Linked DNA regions of Sus scrofa: all the other regions are linked to region 1. Evidence: chromatin contacts called from public HiChIP or PLAC-seq data. All regions are on one chromosome and are shown on one strand. Each heading gives the region's core, a stretch centred on a gene start, on an enhancer-like site or on the middle of the called end of the contact. The rest is flanking DNA. Distances are from core to core; before and after follow the strand shown. Region 1 has its middle 70 kb from the start of ASF1A. Region 2 has its middle 140 kb from the start of PLN. Region 3 overlaps CEP85L (centrosomal protein of 85 kDa-like).

What was found. HiChIP or PLAC-seq counts read pairs in DNA pulled down with a chosen protein or histone mark.
Region 2: a contact with region 1 is called in an H3K27ac HiChIP or PLAC-seq map of skeletal muscle, with 3 times the contacts expected there. The contact joins two enhancer-like sites. A contact is called at or near these places in 1 of 47 Hi-C or Micro-C datasets (skeletal muscle) and 1 of 2 datasets of contacts at active chromatin or transcription factors (skeletal muscle).
Region 3: a contact with region 1 is called in an H3K27ac HiChIP or PLAC-seq map of alveolar macrophages. The contact joins two enhancer-like sites. A contact is called at or near these places in 1 of 47 Hi-C or Micro-C datasets (embryonic fibroblasts) and 1 of 2 datasets of contacts at active chromatin or transcription factors (alveolar macrophages).

Annotation. Positions count from the first base shown.
Region 1 is chr1:43,283,058-43,286,749 of Sscrofa11.1, reverse strand. No RefSeq gene overlaps it. Among named protein-coding and RNA genes, the nearest start is that of ASF1A, 70 kb to the right of the region's middle. Within about 2 kb of position 1,564, at least 39 of the 83 cell types and tissues checked have an H3K27ac peak or open chromatin away from gene starts, as enhancers often do. A contact at or near this core is called in alveolar macrophages and skeletal muscle, where this site is marked.
Region 2 is chr1:43,599,538-43,603,229 of Sscrofa11.1, reverse strand. No RefSeq gene overlaps it. Among named protein-coding and RNA genes, the nearest start is that of PLN, 140 kb to the right of the region's middle. Within about 2 kb of position 2,024, at least 43 of the 83 cell types and tissues checked have an H3K27ac peak or open chromatin away from gene starts, as enhancers often do. A contact at or near this core is called in skeletal muscle, where this site is marked.
Region 3 is chr1:43,552,112-43,555,803 of Sscrofa11.1, reverse strand. It overlaps CEP85L (centrosomal protein of 85 kDa-like), which reads right to left. Exons shown (of 15, transcript XM_003121248.5): 14 at 1,564-1,795. Among named protein-coding and RNA genes, the nearest start is that of PLN, 95 kb to the right of the region's middle. Within about 2 kb of position 1,548, at least 1 of the 83 cell types and tissues checked has an H3K27ac peak or open chromatin away from gene starts, as enhancers often do. A contact at or near this core is called in alveolar macrophages, where this site is marked.

The sequences.
Region 1 (3,692 bases), core at 315-2,814:
TATCCCAGCAAAGCCCAGGTCTCTGCTCACAGCAGAGGTCTTCATGAATGCAGACTCCTGGGGACTTTGCATTCTTGGAGGCTCCAGGTCTCCAAGATTGACTGAGGAACTAGTGTCTCAGATGCACTTCCTTCTCCCCTCAATTTTTCTTCCAGATACATATGAAAAAATTAAAAGTTCTTTCTTCTTCAGCCCAAAAAAAAAACCTCATCATGCAACTCAAATACTTGTGGTCCTAGTGTAAAACGCACATCAGAATCAAGCTGACTCAAAGTAGGACCTGGCATTAGTCAAACCTGCAACACAATGAATGGAGCTTAAGATCCTCGCCAGCAATTCAGTCCTGGACTAAATACCTGGAAGGTAACACATCTGAGCTGTCGTGTGGCTCAGGTGGGGAAACCACAACTGCCAATGACTGGTTGGCTGGGACTCCTGGGGTTCCCGTAATAGGGTTGTAATTCCTCAGTCTGATGGACTCATGGTATGAAGACATAGCTTTATGCAGCATTATTAGTTTATGTAAATAAGTCAGAAACTTTTAGCCAGAATTCAAATACCCAGGAAACTGAATTGACTATTAACAAGATTACTGACTTGCAAAAATGCATTTTGTTCTTAATGTTTGACAAATGCAATTTTTGCTCCAGTTGTTTAAGATACAGTTTCTCATGGTTGGTGAGGAAAGAAAGCTGCTTGCTCCAAATGTGCAAAGCAATGACACTTGCGTAACATGGGGCCTTAGGGCGGTGACCAGATGGTTCACTTCTGCTGACAGGCGAGATCCCTGCTAGGCTGTGGATGAAGACATGCAGGCGTTATTGGAATTTCTGTTTTACCAAAGGAGAATTAAGGAATATTTACCAAATGGGTTTTCTGTGTGCCCGTATTTACTACCAAAATTCCCGTGTGAATAAGGTCATACAATAAGCCCTTTATTTGGTATTACATTGTGCTGAGTCCTGACACTAAAACAGAATATCTGAAATAACTGTCATAATGTGTGGCCACCTTAGGCAGAGGACAGAAAGCCTGCAGCTATTTGCAGCTCCCAGCACTTCAAAACGTGCAAAAAAATGCAAGGTAAAACACATACATAGGCGTACACACATACACACCAGTGCTTTACGGGAATGGAAAAGGAAGACAGATTTCCCTCTTTAAATGATATATTCTCTAACCTTTCAGATATGTGAAAGCCAGCTTAAGCTCTGAAGAAAAGGTAAGTTTCATCTACTGGGTGATCTCTGGGATGCCCCCGGGTGATTGCAGATCCCAAATGTAATCATTGAAGTGTTGGCGTTTTTGTTCTCCTTTTCTGCGTGTTCATGGCAGAGCTCCATTGTCTATGCTCTCAGGCAGCTTGTGCTGACAGATTCCACGTGAAATCACAGAGGGCAATTCTCCGCTGCTGACGGGAACGCTGGGGTAGGGGGAGAGCGCCCTTCCGCTGGGGGTTGGGCCCTGACTCAGAGCAGGATGCCCAAGTAATTCAGTTTACCCAGACCAGCCAAGCCTCTGCGTCTGTGCTGAGAATCCAGCCTGGAGAGACTCCTCTAGGATGACACCTAGAGATGACTGAAGGAAACAACTCTGGGCGACCTCAAAGACAAAGTAAGGGTGGGTTCTGTTCTGTGTGCGCATGTGTGCGTGCGTGCGTGCCTGCACGCATGCACGTGTGGGGGCGTCTTGGGTGTGCTGTGGATGGGATGGGGAGGTGTTGCGGACGGTAAGGGAAATTGCCAACTCTTCTTGGGTGTTTGAGAAAAATCCGGTTAGGTTTCTACCTAACAGGATGCAGCATCAAAAAAGAATTTCAGATGGATTTTTTAAAAATATGTAAACAAAACCACAAAGGAATATTTTTTTCCTCTGTAAAGAGATTGTGATTACATCTGACAGAAACATTTAGGAGCACCACCAGCACCTTGTGACTGATGAGAGGTGGAAAGTAAGAGAGAGAGGTTAGGGCTGAGAACCAGATTGGGGCTCCTGTATTCTTCTCTGTGGAGACAAGATACTGCCTGCATCACCCAGCCCCACCTGCCCTAGCTGCTCCGTCACCAAACTCTCAAACAAGGCAGTCCCTGAATTCCTTACTATGACAATTACATCATCTTGCTGCAAATAATGAAAATATCTTTTGAACCAAAACTTAGGTCACAAGGTTCCTGCATGGTCTTAAAATGCGGGCAGGGCTGTGCCTCCAATGAGGGTATAATGTTCGAAAGATGGTTCAGCTTTAAGGACTCTGTGCTCCCAAGTGGGATCTGAAATGCCAGGAGCTGTTTGGTGGGGTGTCTCCCAGGTCCTCAGGTCCTTAGGAGAACCGTGTCTGACCTCATAAAGCACATAATAAAATTTATCTTGGAAAATCTTGGGACTCCATAATCTCCACATGTGGCCTCTGAAGGAATTCTTTTTCCAAAACCATGTTTAATCTCACGAAGCCCAAAGTAAGTCCTAAAAGACTTATTTCTTTCTTTTTAATTACCTAGGTAAAAAATCCCTAATGCATTTCCTTTCAATGGGCTAAAGCCCCACTTCTAGGCTTATTGGAGATTGCATGATGCAGAACATCATTGTGGGGCCCTTTGGCAGTGATGGAATCAGGAGATGCTGGGCCCCATGGCAGAGGTGCTGTGACCAGGTGCAGGCAGCGGCTTCCAGACTAGCCTACAAAGGAGCGATAATCATCTCTCCCGGTATTCTCAGGCAGTTGAGAGCTATGCTAGTTAAGAGTCCATGTGAGGTTATCGATTTTATTGCTTAAATAAATAAAATTTTAAGACATCCCTCGTAATCACTGTGTCTTCTTTGAGCTCTGTCTCCGGCTATGTCTTCTTTATTGCAGGGCGGAGGGAAATTCTCTGTGTCACTTCTACATGCCTTGTGACAAATTTTGCCCCAGACTGCTGTTTCAAGGATACTTATATTAAAAAACAGCCTCGGAGGATACGGATAGAATCTCTTTCTGGGGCAGAGGACATATTTGTTTTCTGGCAATGATAATAAAAATGTCTGTCTCCAGAACAAAGGTTGGGCAGGTTTGCTAAGAGTCCCACTATAAGATCAGAGGTCTTCTAAGCTCACAGCTCCTCGGCTTTGACCTAAACCCTCTGTGTATCCACCTGGGCCCACCTCTGCATCAGCCCCATGGGGCTTGGGGCCGAAGGGGAAGCTATGAGAACATGAGCTCATGCTGCCTGCTGTGAGTAATAAATGTCCTTTGTTGCTGACCAGGGGTCTGCATCTTGTGCCAGCATCAGTGAAGCTCTGACTGGCTAACTGAGTGCAAGCAGAGTAAAAAAATCAGACCCCTCACAATTTTTTTTTTGGTATGGAAGTTCCAGGGCCAGGGACTGAATCTGAGCTGCTGCTACGGCAACACCAGATCTTAACCTGCTGCATCACAGCAGGAACTCCTCACAATTATTGACATTATTTTATCTGGTCATCTCTTTGGGTCATCATTTGACCTGAAGCTGGGGGAAATGATAGTGAAGGTATGATAAGGACAACAAAATCAAATTAAGTAGCTAATGAGAGTTTAATGTTGCTCTCGCCGGGGTCCTGCTAGCCTCCTGGCTGTCTTGACTCCTTCCTTGCCCCCATCGAAGTGAGTACCAGGCCAGTGCATGGCTGGGCGCACTCTGAGTTCTTCAGTGTAGTGGGTGCCTCTGTGTACCAAC
Region 2 (3,692 bases), core at 775-3,274, 320 kb before region 1:
GAGAAAAGGAAAGAGCTGAAGGTCACACACAAATTATAGACATTTCAAATTGCAAGAGACTATATATAACAATTTTTGAATTCAATTCTCTTCTTTCAAAGCTGAAGAAACAAACTCCCTGAGAGCTATGTGACTGGCCAGGACCAAATGGTTATTTTGTAGTCAATTTATTGCTAGACAGAAAGAGATTGTCTTTGGCACCCAGATATTTCTGGAACATTTTGGTGATACTGAAAACTTGATTACATCCAAAATGTAATTAACTTCATTATTTTATACCTTATTAGGTGATCAAACAATAGTAAGTTGCAGTTTCTTGATATCTGTTTTTATAGTAAGGCTTGAATATTAATTTATTTGTTCAGCAAATATTACCTATTATATGCAGTGCACTGTTCAGGTGGGAGGGTGGGGGGAGGGGAAAAGCAGGGAACAAAAGGGCCATTGGAGAGTTTCCAGCAGAGAAGGGCTATGATGCAATTTTAAAGGACCACTCACATTGCCCTGTGAAAACAGACCATGAGGGAGGGGTGGAAGCAGGAAAACCATTAGGAGGCTGTTGCAATGAGGGTAGGCAAGCATGGTGGCTTGTACCATGGAGGAGTGGAATGAATGATATTTGGAAGGAAGAGCCAACAGGATTAGCTAAATGCATGAATGTGAATGTAGGAGAAAGGAATGAGTCAGGGATAAACTCCAGAATATTTGGCTTCAATAACTGAAAGAATGCAGTTGCCACTAACTAAAATGAGGAACACCAGAGACAACTGAGGGACAAAATTCGTTCCATTAAAGTATTCTAGAAAACATTCAAGAGTAATTTTTATTTTGCTTTTTAGGGCCTCATTTGCCGCACATGGAGGTTCCCAGGTTAGGGGTCAAATCAGAGCTGTAGCCGCCAGCCTTCACCACAGCCACAGCAACACAGGATTTGAGCCGTCTGCGACCTACACCACAGCTCACGGCAACACCAGATCCTTAACCCACTGAGTGAGGCCAGGGATGGAACCCGCGTCCTCATGGATGCTAGTCAGATTTGTTAACCACTGAGTGATGACAGGAACTCCATGAGTAATTATTAATAAGCACAATTAGACCTAGGAATGTGGCATTTACAGAAAATACTGCGCTGGATATTTTCTCTTTAACTTTGAAGTAAAGAGCTTAATGACAGCTGGTTGTCACCCAAAAAAGCTATAACAAAGCATTTCTCACTAGAGTGTCCGTAACTATGACATTTTATTGATTCACCCAGTATCTACTTATTAGGCACCAGGCACTATTACAGCTTCTAGGGGGGTATAAAAATGATTATGGGAGTTCCCTCCTGGCAGAGCAGTTAAGGATCCCACGTTGTCAAAGCTGTGGCACAGATTCCATCCCTTGCCCCAGAGCTTCTGCATGCCACATGCACAGCAAAAAAAAAAAAAAAAAAAAAAAGAAAGAAAAGAAAGAAAGAAAGAAAAAAAAAAAAGAAAAGGAAATGAAAGGAAAGGGAAAAAAAAAATTATGGTGCTTGTTCTAGGTGCCTAAATCCAGAGAAGGTGACAAAAAATAACAACAAAAATCAACGATACTAGGAATGCTGGGAGAACTTGCGATCACGGTGCTAATGAAAACACAGAAGCTGACATAACTAACTACACACCCAGAGAGGCCAGAGACAGTGTTTGCGCTGTCTTAAGGGTTGCCTTTGGGTTTTACAGACACACAAGGGCATTTTAGGCAAAGAAATGCGCCGGGGCAGGGAGGGCGGAGCTCATCCTGAGACCCATGGAGTCCGTCCATGTAGGGAGGGTGACCGTCAAGAGCCAGAGGGAGAGAGAATCGTGGGCGCGGCCCGCGGAAGGTCTGCTGCGCGGGTTGCTATGCTACCTCCTAAAGGAAGAGGGAACAAACAGAGGCAGGATGAGAAAAGACACACGCGTCCGTCCGTGCCTCGGGGTCTGTTGGGCTCTGCTGGGCTCTGCTGAGCTGCAGTTAATCTCCTGGCGGCAGAGGAGGTAGGGACAGGCGCCAGGAGCTGACATTGGCTTGAAAGGGTGCCCTTCAGAGGCTTCTCTCCGGTTCCTGAGACCAGGGCCAGCTGCTGTGGAGGCGGCAGGGAAAGAACAGCCCCTGCCCCCAACCCTCAGTACTGTGTCTCCCTGCGAGAGGACAGGAGCCGGCTAGCAAGCTTTCAAGTTCTAGGGGCCACTGTGCTCTTCTTAAGGGGTTACCATCGCCCCCCCGCCCCCAAATCTAAGGAAACTTCGATAGAGAATGAGTGATCCTTCCACTCTGAAATTCATGTCATTTGAGTAGAAACGCATCCGTGGATCACAAGTCTGTGTCCTGCAGGTCTCCCCCAGATCAGATCACAGGGAAATGCTAACTATTCTTTGCTCACTTAAGACTGGCTTGAAAATGTGAGCGTTTCTGTTCAGCCTTAACCTGACCGTCACAAAGAAATGCTTTCACTTAAGCTATTTCAGAGCATCTGCAAATGTTATCAAATTTTGATAAGACTGGATAAGTGTTTTTAAACAAACCATGTAAAGGATCATCTATTAAAGCTCTGCTCATTGTGGTGTGTGAAATGATGTTAAACCACTGTGTAGCTCTCATTAAACTGAGTTGTTTCTCTTTTTAGTATCTTTCAGAAAGTTTAGAAAGAAAAAAGGTTGGCACCTTCGAAAACTTAAGAAAGCTTAAAAGGAACTGAGAGAGTTAAGTACTCAACTCAAAGAAAAATAAGTCCGTCTGGCAGAGAAGACCTTGCTGGTTAGGGGAGAAGCAGCAGGGGATGCAGCCTGTGGACAAAGGTCTCAGGAACCCAGGGCACAGGTCCAGACTCTGGGGGAACGATCTGATGATCAATCAGCTCACCTCCCAGGAAGGAGCCCCGAGTTCTTTCTTATGGATGATGGTGTGACACTAGATGAGTTCAGGTCCTTTCCTGCTCTAGGAGTTCATTAAAGATTGTCTGAGAATCATATGGAGCTCTAGAGATGGATTTTGAAATGTATTTTCCTCTTAGGACTTACTAAAAAAATACTGCCCTCCGGCCAGATGGTTGCCCCTGTGTCATCTCCCTTCACACTCCCAATGGCCTTCTTTTGTGGACACGTCCAGTTGAGCCTAGAGGTTGAGTACTATTATTGAGATCTTTTATGTATTTATTTATTTATTTATTGTCTTTTTTTTTTTTTTTTTTTTTTTTTTTAGGGCCGCACCCACAGCATATGGAGATTCCCAGGCTAGGGGTCAAATCGGAGCGGTAGCTGCCGGCCTACACCACAGCCACAGCAACAGATCCAAACCTCATCTGTGACCTACATCACAGCTCACGGCAACGCTGGATCCTTAACCCATTGAATGAGGCCAGGATCGAACCTGCGTCCTCATGGCTGCTAGTCAGATTCGTTTCCGCTGAGCCATGATAGGAACCCCCATTACTGAGATCTTTTGATGAAGAACCTGGGCCCCTCAGAACTTACATGACGTACTTGGTTATTCAGATAAGAAGTAGAACTAAGACTCAAACTCCAGGCCAAGCACTTCAGGCTCCAGCATTCACTGGAGCCTGAACCCCAGTTTAATCATGCTGCATAGTCTCCTTTTTTTATATTTTTTATATTTTCAAGGAAGGAAAAATTGGGTATTGAAAAGGCAAATGGGAATTCCCTCTGAGTACACACATGGGGGAAGTC
Region 3 (3,692 bases), core at 299-2,798, 270 kb before region 1:
ACTATATAGCACAGGGAACTATATTCAATTTCTTGTAACAACCTATAATGAAAAAGATTATGAAAAATAATATATATTTATATTTGTATAATTGAATCACTTCGTTGTACACCAGAAACTAACATGACATTGCAAACTGACTATACTTCAAACTGTTTTTTATATACCCACATTCATATGTGTTCCTACCTTTATGAAGTGGAGGGAATAGTCTGCTGACATCTCTGAGCACAGTTACATGTGTCATTTAACAAGTGAGATACTTTGATCAAGAGTTATTACCTGGTTAGCCAAAGTAACTATTATGATGCAAGATGGTCGAATCTCTTTGATGAAATGGGAAACAAAACTAGTCTCCACCCCAGTCACATATTATCATATTATTGGGCAATTAATCAAAACATGTTGGTTCATAAACACTATGGTCTTAATCCATTCTTATTTCCTAACTGAATTCCATTTTTTATGTATTAAAAAGAGACTAATATGTCAATATTATCATAATTTAGAGCCATACAAGTTTAGTGTTCCAACAAAAGCAGCACAGAAGGAAAAAGACACTAGGATCTTCCTGTGGCAGCTCTCACCATGATGGGTGCAGGAAGGCAGAACTAGGCAGAATGGATGGGCATCATATTGAAAGGGTATGTATCACGAGGGCAAGAGATCCACAGGCTATGAAAACTGGCTCATGCGACAGCATTAGCACTTACATTCAACAACTGCCACAGAAATACACTGCATAAGGAAGCAAGTGAGTATTTTCTCTCTAATATTTTGCCAGTGGACAAATGGTTGGCTCATTAATTTAATACAATCGCCACACGAAAGCAAAATCATTTACTTTCAGAAGCGTAACCAGGAAATCACAACTACCATTCCAGTCACATATAAACAGATTCATCATGAGAAACATCTCCTGGCTCAGCACACAGGTGGACTTGTAAGCATGCTACCAAGTTGAAATCCCTATCAGCCATGACCTTGATCAGTTCCACAGGAATGAGGAGGTTAGTTCTAGCAATGAAGTAGTAACAGGTATTCACAGACCCATAGATGGATTCAGAGATTTATAAATCTAAGTAGGAAAGGAGATAAAAACAAGTAGGGGATATATGTACATGTGTAACTGAATCACTCTTTTGTACAGCAGAAATTACCACAACATTGTAAATCAACTACACTTGAATAAAACTTTAAAAAATGAAAAAAAAAAAATAGGGTATGGAGTTCCCGTTGTGGCACAGTGGAAACAAATCTGACTAGTATCTATGAGGATTCGGGTTCAGTCTCTGGCCTTGCTCAGTGGGTCAGGGATCTGGCATTGCCGTGAGCAGTGGTGTAGGCTGCAGATGTGGCTTGGATCTGGTGTTGCTATGACTGTGGTGTAGGCCAGAAGCTGCAGCTCCGATTCAACCCCTAGCCTGGGAATTTCCACATGGCACAGGTGTGGTTCTAAAAAGAAAAAGAAAATAGGGTAAAGGCAGTCAGAAGTTCCTGATTCATGGTGACATGCTTCTAATTGTTAAGCAATACAGTAAAGACAAGTCATCAGAAACTTACATCTGATACCCAGTAACAAGGAAAGATTAGGTTCCTTGCCCTGAGCACGCTGATTAAGAATACTACACAAAGCCTTCAAGTCAAATAAACAATAGGACATTTCTTTGAAGAGCTGATCAATCACACTCAAATCAAAGAGTGGCCTTTTGGAAAGAATGGTCTGCTGCCTGGATTGCTCTGCTTCCTGGCCCTGATCCAATAAAGAGCAGGTCTCTTCTGTCTGTCTTTGGTTCTGCAACGGACAAAACAAAAATCAGGTTTTTAGAACAGAGGAAAGGTACTCTAAAGCCACAAAGGTTAACATTTTCCCCCAAGTCTATAAACGAGGAATAGCAAAATCATAGTACATGCACATTAGCCAAATTTAACTGCGTATACACAGTAGGCAAAATAAAAAGGGAGATAAGAATTTAAATAATGGAAAGGGTTCCTGTGTGCCAGCTAATGCCCTATGGTAATTAATACCTGAGAGAGGAAACATAAATTTGAACAGTCTCAGCTTCCAGGGGGTTTCTCATGCTCTCACATAAAAAATTTCCTTGGTAATGTACATATTTTACTATGAAATTTACCCCCAAAATAAAAATAACTGCAAAGAAAATTTACTTTTTTGCTTTTTAGGGCCACACCCATAGCACGTGGAAGTTCCCAGCCTAGGGGTAGAATCGGAGCTGCAGCTGCCATCCTACACCACAGCCACAGCAGTACTGGATCTGAGCCATGTCTATGACCTACCCCACAGCTCACAGCAATGCCATATCCTTAACCCACTGACCAAGGTCAGGGATCAAACCCATACCCTTATGGATACAAATCGGATTCATTTCCGCTGTACTACAATGGGAACTCCCTGCAAAGAAAATTTAGACCTCATCCTATAGTTTTTAGCAGCAACAGTGATTTACTTACTCTGAACCTATTTTTTGTACACTGAGAAAAAAATGTTTACTACATTAATGTTGACAGGAACCAAACTTCTCAGTGTAAGAGAAGAAGAAATAAAAGTATAAAGTCAGGAGTTCCCGTGGTGGCTCAGTAGTTAACGAATCCGACTAGGAACCATGAGGTTGTGGGTTTGTTCCCTGCCTTGCTCAGTGGGTTAAGGATCCAGCATTGGCGTGAGCTGTGGCGTAGGTTGCAGACGCGGCTTGGATCCCTCATGGCTGTGGCGTAGGCTGGCGGCTACAGCTCCGATTAGACCCCTAGCCTGGGAACCTCCACATGCCACTGGAGCGGCTCAAGAAAAGGCAAAAAGACAAAAAAAAAAAAAAAAAAAAGAAAAAAAAAAAATAAAGTCAAAGAACCCCCCCAACAACTCTGAATGATTAAGTACGAATTGGAAGTATCAATATGAACCCATGATTTATTACACTCAGAAAAATCTATGCTCACCTCATCCCCGCACTGTCAGTATTTATTCCTCATCCTGAAAATTGCTAATCAAAGGCAAGTTTAATTAGCTTTCTAACTAGATTCCATTTCAGAAAAACCAAAGAGCCTGGGTTGATGAGGAAAATAAAATTTTTATAGATGAATGTCAGCTAATAAATGTAGAGGGAATGATGTAACTAGAAGAAAAAATTATTGTTGTTTTAATCAACTAATGTTTTACCGGTAGATGCTAAAACCACCAAGGAAAAGGGTGCTGACAAACTGTGTATGCACAGAGTTGCCTAAGTATCACCCCACGGAATATCTGGGCATTGCAGGAGCTGTGATGTTACAATGGAAAGAATCTGGCTTAATCCAATGAGATTAGTACTTACCTAGAGTGGGATAACCAAACACAGAATTTTATGATGTGAATACCTAAAAATTTTCATGGGGAAAAAAAAGTTTGACCTGAATCTAGTATCTTTTTAACTTCTAGCTTACAAAAATACAGGTGTAGAGCACAAGATACATGACATCATGAGGAAGCAATCAGAAAACTCTAGGTGTAACAAGTCCACAAGTCTGTAAGACAAAAGACCCAGGTTCTTCAGGGGAAAGAAAGGAACTTTGGGTTTATAAGACAAAATGAAACAACAACACATGGGCCTTGTTTGAATGGTGGTTTCAACAGCCACTATAAAAAACATTTGGAGAAGAAGTGAGGAAATTTTCCTAAGACTAGGTATTACTGAAAA